Regions from separate parts of the Pan troglodytes genome. Here regions 2 and 3 are each linked to region 1. The links are chromatin contacts, called in public HiChIP or PLAC-seq maps. All regions are on one chromosome and are shown on one strand. The core of a region is the stretch at or near the end of the contact, and the rest is flanking DNA. Distances in the headings are between cores, read along the strand shown. Region 1 holds the start of LOC452797 (polyadenylate-binding protein 2). Region 2 holds the start of NGDN (neuroguidin). Region 3 holds the start of THTPA (thiamine triphosphatase).

The links. HiChIP or PLAC-seq counts read pairs in DNA pulled down with a chosen protein or histone mark.
Region 2: an H3K4me3 HiChIP or PLAC-seq map of stem cell-derived excitatory neurons shows a contact between it and region 1, with 8 times the contacts expected there. The contact joins the promoter of NGDN here to the promoter of LOC452797 in region 1. A contact is called at or near these places in 2 of 7 Hi-C or Micro-C datasets (induced pluripotent stem cells and stem cell-derived neural progenitor cells), 1 of 1 datasets of contacts at active chromatin or transcription factors (stem cell-derived excitatory neurons) and 1 of 1 other capture datasets (stem cell-derived neural stem cells).
Region 3: an H3K4me3 HiChIP or PLAC-seq map of stem cell-derived excitatory neurons shows a contact between it and region 1, with 4 times the contacts expected there. The contact joins the promoter of THTPA here to the promoter of LOC452797 in region 1. A contact is called at or near these places in 2 of 7 Hi-C or Micro-C datasets (induced pluripotent stem cells and stem cell-derived neural progenitor cells), 1 of 1 datasets of contacts at active chromatin or transcription factors (stem cell-derived excitatory neurons) and 1 of 1 other capture datasets (stem cell-derived neural stem cells).

The regions. Positions count from the first base shown.
Region 1 is chr15:21,690,463-21,693,936 of NHGRI_mPanTro3-v2.0_pri, forward strand. It overlaps LOC452797 (polyadenylate-binding protein 2), which reads left to right and starts at 1,261. Exons shown (of 7, transcript XM_001162168.6): 1 at 1,261-3,014; 2 at 3,375-3,474. The coding sequence starts at 2,664.
Region 2 is chr15:21,838,058-21,841,757 of NHGRI_mPanTro3-v2.0_pri, forward strand. It overlaps NGDN (neuroguidin), which reads left to right and starts at 2,138. Exons shown (of 11, transcript XM_001163084.8): 1 at 2,138-2,678; 2 at 2,993-3,052. The coding sequence starts at 2,667.
Region 3 is chr15:21,926,278-21,929,870 of NHGRI_mPanTro3-v2.0_pri, forward strand. It overlaps THTPA (thiamine triphosphatase), which reads left to right and starts at 1,770. Exons shown (of 3, transcript XM_063792807.1): 1 at 1,770-2,117; 2 at 2,259-3,078. The coding sequence starts at 2,532.

The DNA of each region.
Region 1 (3,474 bases), core at 11-2,510:
CATGCCTAAGTTTTTAAAAAAAATCAGATATAGTTGTAATTATATATTATGTACAATTTTACATTCTTCTTTGGCTTAACAAAATTATTTTCGCATGTTTGTCATACTATGTAACCCTTTTAAGAGATGCATAATAATTTTTTTTGGATATAATTATAGTTTGCTTAAACTTTTGTTTATTGTTGGAATTTAGTCTTGCCATTTTTCACACATAATTTTTATGTATTAAAGCAGGCCTTATAGTAGTAGTGATCTGAGCTTTGAAAGCTGGCTTTGAATTCCCTGCACATTATTATATATATTACATAATATATATTATGTATAATATATATATAATTTTTATTTTTTCCTTTGAGACAGAGTCTTGCTGTTGCCCAGGCGATTCTCCTGCCTCAGCCTCCTGAGCAGCTGGGTTTACAGGCATGTACCACCATGCCCAGCTAATTTTTGTATTTTTAGTAGAGATGGGGTTTCACCATGTTGGCCAGGCTGGTCTGAAACTCCTGGGTTCAGGTGATCCTCCCGCCACAGCCTCCCAAAGAGCTGGGATAACAGGTGTGAGCCACCACGCCCAGCCAGCCCTGCACACTTCTAATTAGTCCAATGACTTAGGCAAGTTTCTTCATTTCATTAAGCCTTTTTCTTTTTCCCTAAAAAAGGTTATGGTTTTGGAAATACTTTCCCCATGGGGTTGTTGTGAGAGTCCAATGAAATAATAAGGAGTGGTGCTTATTACAAAATCAAACGCTCAACAAAAATAGGATTCAAAGCCATTTTTAAAAATCACATTTCCTTTTGTTGGCTTGATTAAATTGGGTACCAATAAGATTAACAAATCTTGATTAGGTTAAGATTAGTATAAAAGACCTTTCTTCCAGGGTATTCAATCATTTAGAGCTTGTCTTCGGTGCTCAACTTTAGTTATCCCAGATCACTGAAGCTGAGATGGCTGATGGAAGTAATTTGCAGTGAAATTTTAAGCGACTGTGACTCTGCTGCAAGTTCCCCAGATCTTGAGGTAAGGAATTGTGAGAAAAAGTGAGGGTGAGGGGAATAGTGGGGTATAATGAGTCACTTTTGATTTTTTGGTTTGCTAATGAGGATCTTCTCTTGTCCAAATCCCTCGGCCAACCATGTTTGTTTAACTTTTTGGTTGGGCTATATGTATCTTTCGAACTGTAGGTTAGTGTGTCCACAAAAATTTCTCTTGCAAACTTACACTGCCATTCCTTTCTTTTAAATAAATGTGTAGGACTGCTACCAAAATGTGGCAATCCTGCCTTTCAGGGCTAGGTCTCATTGGTACTTCGGGTGCAGGGGTGTAGTGGGAACCTGCCAGGAGAAATTCCTCTGGGATCTTGGGGGCTTGAGGGCTTAAATGAAGGGTAGCACCCAAATCCCCAATCAATGCCTGTTCAATCAACAAACATCTAACAGGACATTATGTGGTAGGCATATTGCCAGGCCGTGGAGATGCGAATATAAATAGGAACCGGCCCCTCATCTGCAGGCGCTCACAACCTAGTTAGGAAACAGCAAAACAATTAAGCGTGCCGTGGAGATAGGCCCACTTGTCCTGGGAAATGAGGGGAAGCTGGGGTTTGCAGTGGTTTGATTGAAGGGGGACTACATGTTAGAGGCACAGACTGGGTGCAGGTACACCCAAAGGAACGAGAAGAGTGGAAGGAAACAACATCCACAAAGTAACCACATGCTGGGGTGTCGAAGGCCGTGATTTACGGTTTTGAGACTTTACCTCGCCAGCAAAGGGGGGCCAGTCTGTTAGCGGTGCAGATTGGAGGGGTGACATTGGAAGCTGTCCAGGAAAGAGAAGAAAATGGAACTGGGGAGCAGAAGGCCTACGCAAGAGGGCGGGACAGACAGGACTTGTGACTAGTAGCTCTGGACTGAGGAATCCTCCCTGCTTTCTGGTGCGGGAGAGCTAGTGGATGATGGTGCCAATAACCTGGATGGGGAAAGTAAGCTCCCTCCTGGAATGCTTCATTCACAACCTCCATTTTCAGCAACATCCCATCTACTGGTGCTTCCTGGTCAAGATACAAGTTTCCTGAAACTGCTGCTCTGTTTTGGGCCTCACCCGGCCAACAGCTCACTAGCTGGCAAGCAGTAGTATCAAGATGGCGGCCCCCTAAGGACTGGCTAGTCATGTGACCTCGGGTTTCCCAAGTTTGAAGCCCGGCAGTCCTTTCGGGGGCAAGGTTCACCTGTCACGAAACGAGTGTCACCCCTTCGACTCTCGCAAGCCAATCGGCATCTGAGACTGGGCCACTGCGGTGAGGCGATCGGAAGATTGGTCCTTTCCAGTCGCCTAGCTAGGGCCAATCACGGAGCGTTCCATACTTCGCGGGCCCGCCCGTAGGCCGGGGAGAAGCAGGAATATCGTCAGAGCATGGCGGTATTATTACCTAAGGACTCGATAGGAGGTGGGACGCGTGTTGATTGACAGGCAGATTTCCCCTACCGGGATTTGAGAATTTGGCGCAGTACCCCGCCTTAGAGGTGGGGTCTTATTTGATTGCCAAGTAATATTCCCCAATGGAGTACTAGCTCGTGGTGACGGGCAGGCAGCTTGACTAATGAGTCCTCGGCGTGGCCGGTGCAGCTCTCCAATCGCCGGGCGGCGGGCCCCAGTCTGAGCGGCGATGGCGGCGGCGGCGGCGGCGGCAGCAGCAGCGGGGGCTGCGGGCGGTCGGGGCTCCGGGCCGGGGCGGCGGCGCCATCTTGTGCCCGGGGCCGGTGGGGAGGCCGGGGAGGGGGCCCCGGGGGGCGCAGGGGACTACGGGAACGGCCTGGAGTCTGAGGAACTGGAGCCTGAGGAGCTGCTGCTGGAGCCCGAGCCGGAGCCCGAGCCCGAAGAGGAGCCGCCCCGGCCCCGCGCCCCCCCGGGAGCTCCGGGCCCTGGGCCTGGTTCGGGAGCCCCCGGCAGCCAAGAGGAGGAGGAGGAGCCGGGACTGGTCGAGGGTGACCCGGGGGACGGCGCCATTGAGGACCCGGTGAGGGAAGGAGGGCGAGCGAGCAGGCCGGCGGCTGGCCGGCCGGGTCACTGGAGGCCCAGAGCTCGGGCGAGCGGGTGGCAGGCGGGGGGTGGGGTTGGGCGGGGAATAACGTGGCTGGGGCCGGGTCGGGCCGGGGATGGGTCAGCGATCACTACAAGGGGCCCGACTGGCTTGATTCGGGCGTCACGGGTGCCTAGTGTTGTTGTAGAGAGGGTAGCTTTTCTTTTATCACGACCCTCGCATGGGGCGAGGGAAATGGCCGAGCATGGCTGAGGCCGCGCTCTGGCCGAGAGCAGGGCACAGCCCCTGCGTTGGTTCCTCTTAAGCTGTCCTCCATACCCTCCCCACTTATATTAGGAGCTGGAAGCTATCAAAGCTCGAGTCAGGGAGATGGAGGAAGAAGCTGAGAAGCTAAAGGAGCTACAGAACGAGGTAGAGAAGCAGATGAATATGAGTC
Region 2 (3,700 bases), core at 888-3,387, 150 kb after region 1:
TTTTGGCATAGTGAACTGGGGTCCCAAGTTATTTTCCTTTCGCATTCCCTATACCCTAAAGGATTGCTATCTAGAGAGGCTAAGAAAAATCTGAACAGACAGGCCTTGCTGGGATTCCCCCCTCAGTCTAGTTCTGTCAGATCATACTCTTTTTGTCCTATCACATTTCTACACGCTGTCCATTCTTCATCAAACCTAACCATAAAAATGGAATCTTCATTTCTGAAGGCTCCTGTGTCATGTAAAACTTTAAATAAATTCATCAAACTTTTTTCTTGTTAACTTGTCTTTTGTTATAGGAGTGTCTTCTATGACCCCTATGATGGGTGAGGAAAGGTATCACACTTTTCTGCCCCTATAGTTGACAAGTATTTTATTTTTTTAGAGATGGGGTCTCCCTCTTTCACCTTTTTTTTAGAGATAGGGTCTTGCTCCGTCACCCAGGCTGGAGTGCAGTGGCACGATCATGGCTCACTGCTGCCTTGACATGGGCTCAAGTGATTCTCCTGCCTCAGCCTCCAGAGTAGCTGGGACTACAGGCTCAAGTCACCGTTCCTGGTGGACAATTATTTTAATAATCAAGGCCGGGAGCAGTGGCTCATACCTGTAATCCCAGCACTTTGGGAGGCTGAGGCAGGTGGATAGTGAGGTCAGGAATTTGAGACCAGCCTGGCCAACCATGGTTTAGTAGAAACCCCGTCTCTACTAAAAATACAAAAAATGAGCTGGACATGGTGGCGGGTGCCTGTAATCCCAGCTACTCAGGAGGCTGAGGCAGGAGAATCGCTTGAACAGGGAGGCAGAAGTTGCAGTGAGCCAAGATCGCGGCATTGCACTCCAGCTTGGGCAACAGTATGAGACTCCGCTCAAAAAAAAAAAAAAAAAAAAAAAAAAAAAGGCCGGGCGCGGTGGCTTACGCCTGTAATCCCAGCACTTTGGGAGGCTGAGGCGGGCAGATCACGAGGTCAGGAGATCGAGACCATCCTAGCTAACATGGTGAAACCCTGTCTCTACTAAAAAAAAAAAAAAAAAAAAAAAAAAAAAAAAAATCAGCCGGGTGTGGTGGCAAGTGCCTGTAGTCCCAGCTACTCGGGAGGGCGAGACAGGAGAATCGCTTGAACCCGGGAGGCGGAGGTTGCAGTGAGCCGAGATCACGCCACTGCACTCCAGCTTGGGCGACAGAGTGAGACGTGGTCTCAAAAAAACCCAAAATATGGCAGTGCAATTTGTTTTCTCATTGCTATCATAAAGCATATGAACAAACTAAATTTCAAATTCCCCGAAAAGGAAAAGTTTATTGCTGATCTAATTAGACAGGTCCGAAAATTTATGTAGAAATAGAAACTTTTCATAATACAAATCTTAACAAAACATTACAAAAGCTACTGGATAATTGACTAAGTATGCTGCAACAGCGTCCTGAGCTTCCACGGTGGGCCTGAAGCAGCAAATAAATGTTAGAGGAGTGGGGACTGAACACCCTCCTGCCTTCTTGAATCCAGCAAGATCTAGATACCAGGATTTCCGTACCCCACCTGCCCAGATACAGGTGTTATTCTTAATTCCAAAAGACAGCTTCAAGTCGGTAAGATCTGATCTCTAGACCCAGCTCTGTTGGACGAGTTGTGAACAAAAAATTATACACTATCATTCACCCTTTCGGTGCTTTATTTCCTAAGGCATGGGATGGGAACAATGAGTATCCGTCCAACCTACTTCACCAGCTTGTGAAAAACCAGAGTGAGAGAACACATCTGAAAGCACTGGGTAATGATGAGGCAGGTTATACTGAAACATGCACTGCCAGAGTTTGAACCAAGTTCTGCTGAAGACCTGTGTGACCGCGGTCAGTCATGTAAATATGAACGGTTCCCCAACTTGTAAAACGTATTCTTTTCATGTCCCCAAACTGGTAGGAGCGAAGAGTGTCGGGGCGTTATTGGAGCCGTTTCTCAGCGCTCCACAGTGCACACCAAGAGGGCAGGTGTCCTCGCACTCGGTTTCTAAACTCTGGCTCTGGGCTTCTCTAGCCTCGCTCTCTTATTTACAGATGAAGAAGGCTCAGAGACCGAGTGACTTGTCCACGGTCACACAAGGAGTACTGTTACAGAATCGATTCCAGGGCCACCGGGTCTGTGAGGCATTTGGCGCGGTGGCTGTTGGATGAGCAGCCAGCAATGGCGGCTCTGCAATGTCGACACCGCAAAGCAAAGCCGAGGCCCATCACCTAGCGGCCGGTTCAGGCACTACAAGAAAAGTGCCGTGAAAAAAGACTCTGGGTGCTGCGGCAGACGGGAGCCAATACGCGCTAAGTTCGCTCTGCTAATTCCTTTTTTCTATTGGTCCTTCCAACTGTCAATCAATTATTTGCCTGTCTCTTATTGGCTTGCCGTCAATCATTTTACTCAGTCTACCAATCACACGCTCCTTGCCAAGTGCTTTTTTTTTCGTCCTGACGTCTCTTTCTGAGTCTGACGAATTTAGCCAGTTCCTTTATTCCATTGGCCAGATCAGACTCCTCCTCTCGTTTATCCTGTTGGGGGCGGAAGTGAGAGAGCCCTTATTCGTATTGGCTTAGATTTGCAAGCGGCAGTTGTCTATCAAATCTATCAAGACGCCCTTAGAGCTCAGGAAGTACGAAACCGGAAGGGGTGGGCTTTGCGAAGATGGCGGCGCTGGTGAGTTTGGTGTGGTTTCTCCCTCGCGTAGCTATTGTGGAGTTTTCCTTTGCCTTCAGCGGCTGGAGGCAAACTGTTGGTACCAGGGAAGGGTGGTGATGAAAGTTGCTTCAGGAAGGCGGCCTCCCTAGAGTTACCGTTCCTGTCCAGTAACCCAAGGGGCTGGCTTTAAGGCGAGTCTGTGAACCCGAGTGTGAAGGCCCCGAGTCTGGGTGTCTGACGGAGAGAGGGCAGTTTCCCACTCTAGACTTTCCGCTTTCTTATAATCCTGAGGAAAGAATGACTTTTCTTTACGCCTCCTCTCCCTTCTGTAGGGGGTGCTGGAGTCAGACCTGCCAAGTGCCGTGACACTTCTGAAAAATCTCCAGGAGCAAGTGAGTAGTGTCGCCTCTGGAATAAATTAGTCACGGATTGGCTTTGAGTTTGTGTGCTTCACCTCAAAACTTTGGTGATTGAGATACGTGAATGCTTCCAAAAATCTTAAGAGTAAAATGATGTAATCAAAACCTTTTCACGCCAGAATTCTAAGTAATTGATTCTGCACCCAAGGGAATACAAGAAACTCCAAAAAGAAATTATCTGAATAGTTTTCCTTTATTCATATAGCTAAGGAAACCAGTGCTTGGAATGGTAACATGACTTGCCCTTTGGGTGCCCAGGTAATATACACTTATATACGGATGCTTCTCGACTTAACGATGGAGGTTATGGCTTGATAAACCCATTGTAATTCGAAAACCTCATAAGTCGAAATTTAGGCTTGATGCCGCTGCCCAGCATCACGAGAAAAGGACGGTTTCTACCGAATGCATATTCCTTTTACACCCTCGTAAAGTGGAAATTAAGTCATAAGTCGGGGAGTTGTGTAGTTCTATGCATTGTAAGTTCAACTAGTACAAACAAAATTACAGTCCTTCAGTCACTACTCTCTCAGTCCTTTTCTCCTCCCTGTGGTTCAGTAAAAGATGGTCTCTTCTTTAAGAAGTGGAAAGTTTTTTTTTTTTTTAAACTTTTTGAAGAAC
Region 3 (3,593 bases), core at 520-3,019, 240 kb after region 1:
GAAAAATTAGGTCTTCATCCCAGGTTAACAAAACCTGAAAGCAAAAGATGGATGAAAAGCAGGCTTTAGGAGCTGGGGTTGCTTCTCTCCCTAACCAACAGTGCTTAACATGGAGTGGGGACAGAGGTTGACCCAAGCTACTCCAAGTTCAAGATGCCATTTGTTTATTTATTTATACACAGGGTCTTGCTCTGTTGCCGAGGCTGGAGCGCAGGCAGTAGCAGGATCGTAGCTCACTGCCCTTGACCTCCTGGGCTCAAGCTATCCCGCTGCCTCAACCTCCTGAGCAGGTGGGACCACAGGCATGCACTACCACACCAGGCTAATTAACAAATTTTTTTTTTTTTTTGTAGAAACAGGGTCTTCCTATGTTGCCCAGGCTGGTCTCAAACTCCTGGCCTCAAGTGATCCTCCTGCCTCGACCTCCCAAAGTGCTAGGATTACAAGTGTGAGTCAACACACCTGGCCAAAATGCCATGTCTTTAAAAAAGTGTCCTTCTCCCTATAATACCTCTCACTGGTCATGTATTTCCAGAAACATACTGGTGAGAGGGCAGGTGTTGAGAACATGGCACTTCTCACCCATCATAGGAAGGAGTCCAGGAGTTAAGAGCCACGGTTCCTCAGGGAGCTTCCTCACATGTAAGGTCAGACATATAGTTAGAGTCTCCAGATAACCATAGTCCTCAGAGGGAGTAAGAAGGAATCGTCTCTATTAATATTTTGTCTCCCAAAGCATTCAAAGGGCCAACCCCCATGTTTTCCTGAATTTTATTTTTTTGGGGACAGATGGAGTCTCGTTCTGTCGCCCAGGCTGGAGTGCAGTGGCGCCATCTCAACTCACTGCAACCTCTGCCTCCCAGGTTCAAGCAATTCTCATGCCTCAGCCTCTGGAGTAGCTGGGAACACAAGCACGCGCCACCATGCCCGGCTCATTTTTGCATTTTTAGTAGAGACGGGGGGGTTTCTCCATGTTGGCCAGGCTGGTCTCGAACTCCTGACCTCAGGTGATTCACCTGCCTCGGCTTCCCAAAGTGCTGGGATTGCAGGTGTGAGCAACCGCACCGGCCTTTCTGTATTCTAAATGAACATAAGTAGTTCTACACCTGACAAAAACTGCTTAGGGACCGCTGGAAACTCTGACAAACTCCTCAGTCTAGCACTCAAGGCTTTTCCCTCAACTGCATTTCTAGCCTCGTCTTCTCCTTACGTACCACCCAGGTGTTCTCCAGTTTCTGGGCCTTTGCTTAGGCTACTCCTGTCTCCATCTAGGTCTCCAACTGTTGAAATACCATCATATCTTTAGTTCCTGGCCAAAATACCACTTTATTCTCTGACAGAAAGTTTCTCACCCACTCTTACCCTCAACGTTCACGCCAGGAGGTATTAGATCCCCTCTAAAACTCCAGAGTAGCTAAACTGGACTTTATTACGCGCTGCCCCCGCCCCCTTCCCTCCCCCCCACCCCAACCCCCCTCGCCACCATTGCCACTGGCCTGCGCTTAGCTGGCTGCTATAGCAGATATCTGTTGGACGGTGTGAATGGCTTGTATTCCAGGCCCATCTGCCTGCGTTGGGGGTGCGAAGGGGGGTGTTGGAGATGGGACTGGGGCTTGAGCTCCTTGCACCCGACTCTCCCCGCCGCCTTGTAGCCCCAGTTCAGCTTTAGGTAGAGTACCGCAGGCACCAAGTGCAGCTTTCCTGTCACCATAGCGACGGGCGGGGCGAGAGGGCAAAGTCTCCCTTTGGAACTACATCTCCCATCATGCATCCGCGCCTCGGGGTGCCTGGCTCAGTCTCAGGCATGAGACCTGTACCAGCCCCCGGGAGCCGTGAGGGGCCGACAATGAGGAGAAGAGTGCAAGGGGCGGCCTCGCTCCCCTGGCCACCGCGGGGGTCGCGGCCTCCCATTACATAGCGCGTGTCTCGAGCCCCGGCCTGCTCTCGGCACCGCCACAACGGGCGTAATATGGCCGCTGGTGCCGGGACCTGCCGGGCGCGCGGAGGGTCGGGCCGAGGTCCGGGATCCGGAACTGCTCCCGGCATTCCTCGCGAGTGTATGGCGTGGGCTCTCTTCCCCCTCTGTGGGTCCCGCGAGGAGACTCTCGGGCTTTGAGGTGAGACCTGAGGTTCCGCTGGCCGGTAGTGTAGCAGGAAAGGGCAGGTCCTCCCGGGTCGTGAGCCACTAGCCTCCTGGGGTGGCAAGGTGTAGAGAGGGGGGCGTTGAAAGGACACCCGCTACCCGGCCTGCTTTCTAGGGGTCTCTTTGGATTGAGGACATCAGCAGCAGTGGAAGGGATTTTACTGGAGACCTGTCACTGTCAGAGCCTTAAAATATCACCGACGGGGCCTTAATGTCACCGAGGTAGAGAGAAAAGGGCAGTAGCCCTAGAGACTATTGCGACACAGTGTGCCCCTCATAAGTTCTTCCAGGGAGGGGGTCTGTACTGAGTTGACGCCCCAGGAGCTGAGCACCAGGCTTTGCATCCTTGGGAACTCAGCAAACGTTTGTTCAGCCAATTGCAGGTAGCATGGCCCAGGGCTTGATTGAGGTGGAGCGAAAGTTCCTTCCAGGGCCTGGCACAGAGGAGCGGCTGCAGGAGTTGGGGGGCACCCTGGAGTACCGGGTCACCTTCCGAGACACCTACTATGACACCTCTGAGCTGAGCCTCATGCAGGCTGACCACTGGCTGCGACGACGAGAGGATAGTGGATGGGAGCTCAAATGTCCTGGAGCAGCAGGTGTCTTAGGACCCCACACGGAGTATAAGGAACTCACAGCGGAACCTACAATTGTGGCCCAACTCTGTAAGGTGCTGGGGGCTGACGGCCTGGGGGCTGGAGATGTGGCTGCTGTGCTGGGCCCACTGGGGCTGCAGGAAGTAGCTAGTTTTGTGACTAAGCGGAGTGCCTGGAAGCTGGTGCTCTTGGAAGCTGATGAAGAGGAGCCACAGCTCAGGGTGGACTTGGATACAGCCGACTTTGGCTATGTTGTGGGTGAGGTAGAGGCCCTGGTGCATGAGGAGGCTGAAGTACCAACTGCCCTAGAGAAGATCCACAGGCTCAGCAGCATGCTTGGTGAGGGTGACAGGCCCTTTTGTGCTTTTCCTGCTCCCCACTTTTCTCTTTTGGAGGCACCCGCTGGACCATGTAGTGGGGGAGGGCCTCCGGATTAAAAAAATTTTTTTTAATAGAGACGAGGTTTTGCCGTGTTGCCCAGGCTGGTCTGGAACTCCTGGACTCAAGCAATTTGCCTGCCTCAGCCTTCCAAAGTGCTGGGATTACAGGTGTGAGCCTCTGTGCCTGGCCTGGATTATTTTTGTAATGGGAATTGTTTTAGCAATTTTCTAAGTTTGCTTACAGTTCTGTGAAATCTCGTTTTCTCTTTAACAGTAGCTAATTTGGATCTAGTCCTTCCACGTGTCTAATTCCAGCCAACCTGCCTCATTTAGTTCTCATACCTATAGCCAGATCTCCTTCAGTTTCATTTCTCAGTTCCCTGCTTTGACTCTTCCTTCCCCCAATCTCTTTTTTTTCTTCTTCTTCAGTCACCACTCCTCCACAAGGAGTAAAAAGTAAGCCTTTTTACAAAA